3 separate regions of the Mus musculus genome follow, and regions 2 and 3 are each linked to region 1. Evidence: chromatin contacts called from public HiCAR-type and promoter capture Hi-C data. All regions are on one chromosome and are shown on one strand. The core of a region is the stretch at or near the end of the contact, and the rest is flanking DNA. Distances in the headings are between cores, read along the strand shown. Region 1 holds the start of Calb1 (calbindin 1). Region 2 overlaps Necab1 (N-terminal EF-hand calcium binding protein 1). Region 3 holds the start of Necab1 (N-terminal EF-hand calcium binding protein 1).

Region 1 (3,122 bases), core at 243-2,742:
ATGAGGATGTGACTTGGGTAGGCTGAGATTCAGTTTTCCCTGGAAATTAAGAGGTATATGAACAAAAGTAACTGACGTGTATTGGGTCAAATGCCCCTTTACCTTTGTAAGCCACAGAAGGTAAGGTTAATACGTTTTATTGCACTACTTGCAGGACCTAGCAAAGTACCTGACCCAAAAGCTGTTGATAAGTGTTCACTGAATGGATGAAAATATAAACAACTGGGCATGCACATAATCTTTTTAAGTAAAAACAATATCCTTGTTATCCTCTCAGAGTTTGGCTTGCTTTGTGTATAATATCAGTCTGAGATTTGTGTGAGAATCAGATAAGGTGATGAAAGTCAAAACTTACATCCATGAAAACTTTAGAGTATCATGGCTGCAGGACTTGTCTGGAGAAGACAATTGGTTGCCTCACAATCCCACTATTGGAGGAAACACAAATGTGGTGAATTCCATATTCTATGACACACGTGAAACCTGTGGCGCTTCATGAGCTCGTTTTGAAAGTTTATACCACACTGGTTTGCTTTTGTGTTACTGTAACCAGACACATAGGGTTCATTTTCAGCAGACCATAAGGTCTCAAAAGATGGACAATTAGATAACTTAGAAATACTTACGTAAAAGAAAACCTAAATACAGTATTTGTCATATTAAAATACCAATTGTAACATGTAGCCGGATATTTTTCCCACCTCTAATGATTTCCAGTTTCTGGAAAAAAATCCCTCACCTAGAGATAGAAGCAGCGCAGCTGTAAAATCAGTGAGTGGGGCTGCTACGGAGTCACTGGTTAGCCTGGTGACATTTCTTTCAGTTTCTACTTTGTAAGATGCAAGTAACTAATGGCATCGATAAAATCACTTCCTTCCTAACATCTTAAATTCTTATAAGTTAATTCTACTACATTCCAATAATTCTGCTTCAAGCTCAAAAAGTAACAACAGCAAGAGCAGCAGACTCCTGCATTCTGCTGTCTCTAAGCATAGCTCACATCTTAAACAGCCACGTGATGGTCTCCATTAGCGCAATATGAAGCATTGTTACAATTAACCACAGCAACGTATGCATTAATCAAATTAAACTAACACTTGACATCTGATTTTGTTCAAATACTCAACTGCCTCGATAAATACTAAGTAGACAAAATCTCCACTGACGTGGTTTATCAGTCAGCTTTCCCTTCCATCTGAAAAAAAATCAAACAATTCTAGGTATGTTGCTTTACTCTAACATTCAGGAGTGAAAGCCTCCCTGAACCTGGGGGATGTGAGGAGAAATGAGTCTGAGCAAGGGATCCCCACCACCTGCTGCTTCCTAGACTCCAAAACTCCAGCTCCAGCTATTTCCTGGGAAGAGAGAAATCGGAGGGGAGGGGAAGAAGGTTGGTGAGAGCAAGAGGCGGGAGCTAGGAAAAGGAGGCAGGAGGAGGCGTGGCCCGGCCTGGGGCCGGCGGGATAAATACAGAGAACTGGGTGCGGGGTGCGGAGAACTCCGGAGGACGCCCGAACGGAGCAGCACCGCGGACAGCGCCCCGCCGCGCCGCGCCCAGCTCAGCCTGCGCAGCCCTCTCGCCCGAGGTTCGCGCTCCGCGCACTCTCAAACTAGCCGCTGCACCACGATGGCAGAATCCCACCTGCAGTCATCTCTGATCACAGCCTCACAGTTTTTTGAGATCTGGCTTCATTTCGACGCTGACGGTGATTATTTTCTTTTTTAACCCTTGCAAGACCCGTCCCCATTCCTTCCCTGCTCTTCCCTTCGACTGTGCTTGTTCATCCCAACCATCCTTTTCTGTTCTTTTCCGTCTTCCTTCACCCTGTCTAATCTCGTCTCCCCCTGACTGCCTACCCATCATCCTGGAAGTTTACACTGAGTGTACGCCATCCCCGTGCTGTAAGCGTTCACCTTTCTAGGAACGGTAACGGTAGGACAGAAGCAAAGATTGGGAAACCCTGTCCCCAAAAGTTTCAAACACCATCCCCAGCACCCCTGCTACCCTCCTATGCCCTTTATGCGGTTGAAGTTTTACACCTAGGAAGCTAAGCGCTGCGGCGGCTCATTGCTGATTAATCGGTGCTCAGGCTGTACATAGCCTCCCAGGACGGTTGTCCTGGAAAGAACCGAGAAGAAACTTAGAAAGAGACATCTGACACCTGGGTGTCTCTTTGTCTTTTCAGGAAGTGGTTACCTGGAAGGAAAGGAGCTGCAGAACTTGATCCAGGAGCTTCTGCAGGCGCGAAAGAAGGCTGGATTGGTAGGCTTGAGTTTGAGCAGGACCCTTCAAGCCTAAGACATACCTATTCTTGTGTTTCATAAAAGAGGTTTTGTGGGAGAAAGTAAAGGCTTACCTACTAAGAAAGGCGAGAGAGAACATATTTCCAAATTGCGTCAAGAGAAAAAGTGTGTGTGTGTGTGTGTGTGTGTGTGTGTGTGTGTGTGTGTGTGTGTGTTTGGTGGTGGTGGTAGGGTGTCTAAAGAGAAAATCCCTATCATCTTAAATCAGTCATATATTTCTATAATCCTCCTTTCCTTAATAGGTCTTAAAAGGAAATGTCGATGTGCAAGACCCTTCGTCAGATTCCCCACCTCCACCACTGAGTTGGTTGTGTGATTTCTAACTTCTCTTTTCTAGACGATAAGGAAGGGGTAGAAATACATTCCTGCCCCTTGGTGGTCAGGAACAGATCTGCAGATTCTAGTGCCAATTTCTGCTGCGAAGTCAGAGTAGCTGGGAACGGGGTGGGGGAGGGGTGAAACTACAGCTTGCCTTGACCCTTAATCTTGAGCAAAGATAACCAATTCATAATAAGTGTGAGAATTTAGCAAGAAATGGTTTTTTTTTCATTTTTGTTGGAGAGAATCCCCAAATTAATAAAGCAATAAAACAAAGCACTGTAAGAATTTCATGTATTGTGGAAAGGAGAAGATTCTGAAGAGAAAGTACGAGTGGTGGTTTTTAAATAAGCTATGGTTTTGACATAAGCATTGGTTAAATAAATTATAATTATTGTTTAAGAATTAATTCCTTTGGGCCAAATCTATTTGTTGGGAAAGGATGATGTCAATGGAAAAATAAAAGATACCCAACTAACTTTTAAACATATGAGATGTTT
Region 2 (3,122 bases), core at 238-2,737, 910 kb before region 1:
ATTGTCTCACAGGCACCCACAGGACTGCCAGCCAGAAACTTAACCGGGAAAGATGCAACTATTCCCTACCCGAAGTGATACAGAAGCCTGAAACTATGTAGCAACGGAAGCTAAACAAAGTGCCCTTTGCGAGAGACAGATCCTCTTTCAAAGCAAGACAGCCAATTAGAATCACCCAGGAGATTTCAGCATCACCTCTCTGTGGGGCAGAGGTAGCAGAACATAGGCACCAGCATCTTAAAACTTCCCGAAGTGCATTTGATGGGGCAGTCGTTGCCACTGCCCCAAAGCTGCTAAGTTTTAAAGAGAACTTCTATGGGTCTCTGCATAGCTCAGTTTCTTGGATATTTTGTGACACCAGATAATGGGCGGTTACTACAAATTTGCTTTTTAAGAATGTGAGCTTACTGATGCATTTCTAATGCTTCACCAGTGATTTAAAAGGTATTGTGGCAAATATTAATATTAATTGGGGGGTTTCTAATCTGCCTTAGATAATTCAGTTCCCACATAAAAGACACAAAACTCATATTTACAATAAGCTTTAACGGCACTAGTGCTGGGCAGCTTTTAACCCTCCATGGCTATTTTGTCTACTTCCCTGTAAATAAACCCAAGATATGACTTGCCATGTTCGGCTTGGGCTACTTATTCCAACTGGCCAGCCCTCATGGACAGTTCTTAGGATCCCTTACCACATGGCATCTTCTTCTCTTTCCACCTTCTCTTCCTCAGTCAGAGTGGTCCTGCCTCAGACTCCAGGCCTGGGAACTGAAGTCCTACCTACTTCTCTTCTGTCCAGTTATGGGCTGTAGGCATCTTTATTGACCAATCAGGGATAACTTGGGGAGCAAGGTTATGTTATGCCCTGAGTCCATGGGAAACCCAGACTGAGCCCAAGAATTGTGAATTCAACTGCAACTTGCAAAAGTCTTTTTAGTGTTTCAAGTCTTGACTTAGATCACATGCCCCACACTCACAGGGTAAATGCAGGCATGCGATGCTGAGTCTGTAAAACATTGGGTTTATATACAGTATAGTTAGGAATCCCCTGAATTCTCTGGGAAAAGGGGAGTGGAGGGCTGTAATCATTTGGTGGGACAGAACTGAAGCTGGGAGGGGGATAAATCGGTGTCTGTTGTGGGGTTATCAGGGACTAATTTTATGGCTGGGCATTAACTATCTGTGACCTCTGATTACCTTTTCTCCATGATTTAAACGTGGGGCCTTAATCTTCTTTGAATTTATTTCTCTAAAGGTCTCAAAGACAAGCACCTGGAGAGCTCTCAGAGGGAGGGCTAGATTCACAGAGGCAGGGAGGCCAGCTCAAGCTAGCATCTGGCTCCGCTGGGTGTTTTATTAAGGGGGGTTTATGGGCAGTGTCATCCTAGCCTGGGCTGGGTTTCCTCAGAGTGGCTAGAGACAGGGAGGGAGCCCTGGGTTTGCTGCAGGGGGACACAGTGCAGAAACCAGCTGCCTGCATACTGTGCTTGCCACAGAAGGGGCAGGGCTTCTGTGGGAAAATATGCAGAGGCAAACTGTCTACAACATTGGAGTCTCTTTGGTGAGGCTTCCAAGAAGCAGGGCAATTAACCACAGAGAGATAGCATCAGTAATTCAGGGGCTACAACAGTTACACAGCATCACTTGGTTTATGTGAGGATCTCCTTGTTCCTGAGAGCCACCAGACCTTGAGGGCCAGTATTTAACATTATAGTATACAGCAAGAGACCAAACCTCAATAGGCTATCATATTTTGCCCATTTACAACATGTGCTATTCAGAATGCCGTAACCCTTTGTGATGTTTGATACCAATAACTTGACCAGATCTAGAATCACCTAAGAGACAAACGGTCAGTGAAGGAGTTTCTGTATTGGGTTAACTTAGCTGGAATGACTTAGCTTAACTGTAGTGGGCATCATTCTCTGAGCTGTGGTCCTGTTCTGAATAAGGTGAAAGCAAGCTGAGCACCAACATTTAGTCTCTGCTTCCTGATGTGGACACAATATAACCAGCCACCTCCACGTCCTGCTGCTTACTTCTCTGCTATGGTGCAGTATACCTTCAAAGGCCAACTAAACAGTAAGGTCTTTCTTACTATTCCTTAAGTTGCTTTTGTCAAATATTTTGCCACAGCAACAAAAAATTTTGCTAAATACACCCATTTAATAGTTCACAATGGGTTGGGTACTAACTGCTTTCCCCAACAAATCTCATTACCATTATAACAATTTCAGTTTAAAGACTTCCCTAGAGCTCTGCCTGTGTGCCTTTCATGGAAGTATAGGTCTCAGGATTGAGAGAAAAATTCAGAAAGTATGAACATAGCCTCACAAAAATGCAAGATCAAATTTAAAAGACAACTCACCAGAATTATATGGAATACAAGCAAAACTTGTCCAATACTGATAATCATGTAGCATAGAGACTACAGTTCAACCCCTGATCTTCTGTTCCCTATTCCATTCAATTTCTCAGTGCTTGTTAAATAGCTATTATTTGTCAAACACTGATTGCATTGTAGAAACTATACTTGTGGTGGTTTGAATAAGAATTGCCCCTAGGCTCATACAACGTCACCAAGGGAAGTGGTCCTCTTTGACAGAATTAGGGTTAGAAAATGTGTCTTTACTGAAATAGTGTGTGACATTGTTGGAGGAAGTATGTCACTGGGGAAGAGCTTTGACCAATCAGCCTCGCCCCTCCCTGCCTCTCTCCTTCTCCCCCCACCCTCTTGACTGACATGCAGATCAGGACATAGTTCTCAGCTACTGCTTCAGCACCACGTATGCTGCGATGCATGCAGCCAGTCTCCCCGCCATGATGATAATGGAATAAGACTCTGAAACTGTAAGCAAGCCCCCAATTAAATGCTTTCTTTTATAAAAGTTGACTAGGTCATAGTGTGTCTTCCCAGCAGTAACTAGCATACCAACATATGCTTTTTAATTTTATGTTAGTAAATACTACATGCTGAGTTCTGAGTTGCAGTGATGGATAAAGACTGACTTCTAGGGCTATGTTTCATAGTAGAGCACTGGCCTAGCATGCACAAATCCTAGCTCAATCCCCAGTGCCACATGCACACACACACACACACACACACACACACACACACA
Region 3 (3,122 bases), core at 157-2,656, 730 kb before region 1:
CTCAAGTGTATTTAGCCTCTGGCCCACCTCCTTCATGCTTGGACTTTAATAAGGAGTGATGGCTTAGAGAAGGGGAGGGGCAGGGACAAACGAGGCTCCTTTGCATGCTTTGCCCATTTTCCATCATGCTAAAAAAGGAGCGGCTAGAACTGTCCCCACTGAGCAAGCCAGACACTACCTGGGGGAACAGAGTGAATTTTACATGTGAACAGCAGCTAGAAGAGCCAGAACCCAGAAGGCAAGCAACCCAGGAACAGGAAAGCCAGGAAACAAAACAAGGCAGCCGGGTGAGAAACAAACATTAGGGACAAAGCGAAGCGGAATCTAGGAGCAAATTAAATCTAAAACTGAGAGAGAAAGAGGGGGGGGGGGAGAGAGATTACAGCATAAGGAGACAAAATAGCACGGAAAGAATGGTCAGGCTAGAGATGCGAAGCAAGGAAGTCAATTCCCAAGCAAGGAATGGGACCATAGGGAAAACCATCAAAAGCTAGAAGAGAAGGTTAATGATAGTAATTACAACTTAGGCAGGGCAGGTGGTGGTGGTGGGGAGAATAATAGGGAAGGCAGCGGGCACCAAAAGAGAAAAAAAAATCATTATGATAAAAGAGACCTTGGCTTCTGTTGTAAAATAAGAAAACGAATACGTTCAAAGAAATTGTTTTTGAAGGTAGCTGGGAGTAGCTGGAGGGGCATCACAATGTCTAAGGCTTCCGTCAGCGCTCCCAGCACAAGGGAGAGAGAGTGCCTGCCAGTAAATTGGGCAGCAGGGATGAGACCGGAATCAAGTCCTACACTGCTCAATGGGAGACTCTCCATTCCGGGCAGAAGCCCTAGGTTCTGGGAAGTCGAACTTTGGGGGCTCCTTAAAGCTTATAATCAAAGCTGCAGGTCTGGGACAGCTCTTTACAAGTTGGGTGGCAGTCCTTTCTCTTGCATTTATTTGCCTAGGGTCCTCTGGGGAACAGCAGATAGGAGATAGTTTGAGTGGAGGTCTGATAGCAATGCCAGCAGCCAACCGCTGCTCCTGACCCCTCCCCTCTCACAGAGGTGATGCCTAATGCGCCCACCTAACTACTTCAGCTATACTTACGTCGAGGAAGATGGACATGCCCTTGGACAGTTGCAGGGTAGAGCTGAGCTCTTCCGAGGAGTTGTTGGAGGAAGGCGAAGTCTCCCGGGAATCCTCCATCCTCAGCGGTCCTGGCGCTGGCGGGCAGACTGGGCGGGATGCAAAGGCTCTGACCTGGTGCTGTCTCAGCTGCTGCCTCCCCGCGCCGCGCCACCAGGGTCGGATGCAAGTGGGTGTTCGCTCTGAGCGCGCGCCTCCCTCTGCTCTGCGCGGACTCTCCTCCCTCTCCCGCCTCTAGGCTTCAGCACGCTAGCTCTCGCCGCCCCCTTCCCGTGGCTGACTGCACCTCACTGGGGATCCGACTTAGCAACACTGTAACTCCCCTTGCCAGTGAGCATTCCCTGGCCTTGACAAGCCCTTAGTCACTTGCCAGAGGTAACCTTCTGGACCCTGCCCACCACACCGCACTTTACATGACAGAGCAGATCAAGCTTTGTCCTGAGCATCAGAGGGGGGTGGGGTGGGGGGGTGGGGGGGTCAGAAGCACTGAGGGAAAACCATGAGTGGGAAGAAGGAATCGAGTTTTGCCTACTCCATCCTTGATGGAAACAGAACTCTGTGCCCCCCTCACTCCTCCCCACGCCCAACCTGGTTTCTGGATTCTGTCCTGGAAGGGATAGCTAGTTCAGTTTTGGATTAAGGCACTGGGTCTGGCCATCTGCCTTAGTTGCTTTTTTATCTTGTGGTGTAGCAAATTGCTAAATCTTTAAAGCTTAGTGTTTACGAATCGGCAAAACGATCACCAGGGTGGTGCTTAGCTTATAGTTCCACTGCTTGCACACTTGGCACTATCAGGTGTAGGGAGGGAGAGGCAAGCCCGGCACAACACAGACAAAATGTAGGGAGATAACTTGCCTTGCGCCAGTCGTCCTGGCCATGAGCCTTCTTCCAACACCATGGATTCTGGCGTTTCCAACCTCCCTACCTCCCGGCTGCTCTGAATCTACTGTTTACAGAGAGTGAGTTTGCAACTCTGGCTGAACGTTGGACTGTGTGTCACTTAGAGTGTGTGTCAACTTCAAAATGTCCTAACAGATGAATGAATTGTCATTCTTCCTGCAGGCTTTCTTCGTGCCTAGACCTAGAAGATCGTACTTTCTGAGCTGGGGTGCATCAAAGGCTTTTAAGAGCTGCACCCTTCCAATGGTACATTTATTCGTACTCGGAGTTAGGAACTCACTCCCACAAAAGCAAAACAAACAAACAAACAAACAAACAAACAAACAAATTAAGGCCTGAGTTTCACTTCTGGATTCATGTTCAGTTAGCATGTGGTTGTCCCTAGCGTATTTTTCCTCTCTCAAAGCGTCTCAGGCAATCTTTATGAGCCCAGAATTAATAAGCACTTAAAGAAGAAGAGCTACAGAAATTAAGCAAAGGTCAGTGACTTCAGACCTGTAAAGTCCAGGGATAAAACGCAGAGCTTCATTAAGTCTAGAGTCACAAACATGATTAGAGAAGATATTGATTGGAGCTGTGCTTTGAGGACTATTAGTCTTGCATCTTTGTGTATTTATACCTTATTAACTTCGAGTTATCTTATCTGAACAACTAGAATAGATTCTTTCCTCTGACAATTGCTTAGCAAAAAGAAATGAAAAATCATGAAAAAATTCCAGTCAACCCATCAAAGAAATACTGATCATTCAAATCACACAGAAACAAGAGAGATGCTGACAATGAATGTTATCGAGTTTACAAAAGCACCATATTTGTTCCTACTATTGACTGAGGAATATATCTGTGTCAATAAACATAGCCTAAGTCTGGACTCTCTAACTTGTGTGGGTCTCTCTGCCCTCAAATTCAGCCTTGTGAAATATGCTTGTGCTCATCCCATGGAAACAAGCCTAGGTGAAAAAGCAGATTTTCTTAGATTATAAATGAAAAACAGGAAAATAACCTGTCACTAATGTTCAAAACTAGAGAACTAGCTGCAACAGTGCAGTAAAGTGACCCCTGCTCCCTTTGCTGACAATGCATGCCAGCT

What was found. Promoter capture Hi-C pulls out the DNA fragments that hold promoters and counts their contacts. HiCAR-type assays count read pairs that join an accessible place to other places.
Region 2: a contact with region 1 is called in a promoter capture Hi-C map of second pharyngeal arch cranial neural crest, with 5 times the contacts expected there. The contact joins the enhancer-like site here to the promoter of Calb1 in region 1. A contact is called at or near these places in 6 of 39 promoter capture datasets (cranial neural crest, frontonasal cranial neural crest, hippocampal neurons and 3 more), 2 of 484 Hi-C or Micro-C datasets (cerebellar granule neurons and cerebral cortex), 1 of 115 datasets of contacts at active chromatin or transcription factors (SST interneurons) and 1 of 9 other capture datasets (liver).
Region 3: a contact with region 1 is called in a HiCAR-type map of astrocytes, with 3 times the contacts expected there. The contact joins the promoter of Necab1 here to the promoter of Calb1 in region 1. A contact is called at or near these places in 5 of 39 promoter capture datasets (cranial neural crest, hippocampal neurons, liver and 2 more) and 1 of 115 datasets of contacts at active chromatin or transcription factors (astrocytes).

The regions. Positions count from the first base shown.
Region 1 is chr4:15,879,772-15,882,893 of GRCm38.p6, forward strand. It overlaps Calb1 (calbindin 1), which reads left to right and starts at 1,493. Exons shown (of 11, transcript NM_009788.4): 1 at 1,493-1,706; 2 at 2,187-2,263. The coding sequence starts at 1,628.
Region 2 is chr4:14,966,039-14,969,160 of GRCm38.p6, forward strand. All of the region lies in intron 9 of Necab1 (N-terminal EF-hand calcium binding protein 1), which reads right to left. Among named protein-coding and RNA genes, the nearest start is that of Gm11837, 37 kb to the left of the region's middle. Within about 2 kb of position 1,488, at least 25 of the 459 cell types and tissues checked have an H3K27ac peak or open chromatin away from gene starts, as enhancers often do. A contact at or near this core is called in second pharyngeal arch cranial neural crest, where this site is marked.
Region 3 is chr4:15,147,725-15,150,846 of GRCm38.p6, forward strand. It overlaps Necab1 (N-terminal EF-hand calcium binding protein 1), which reads right to left and starts at 1,407. Exons shown (of 13, transcript NM_178617.4): 1 at 1,094-1,407. The coding sequence starts at 1,192.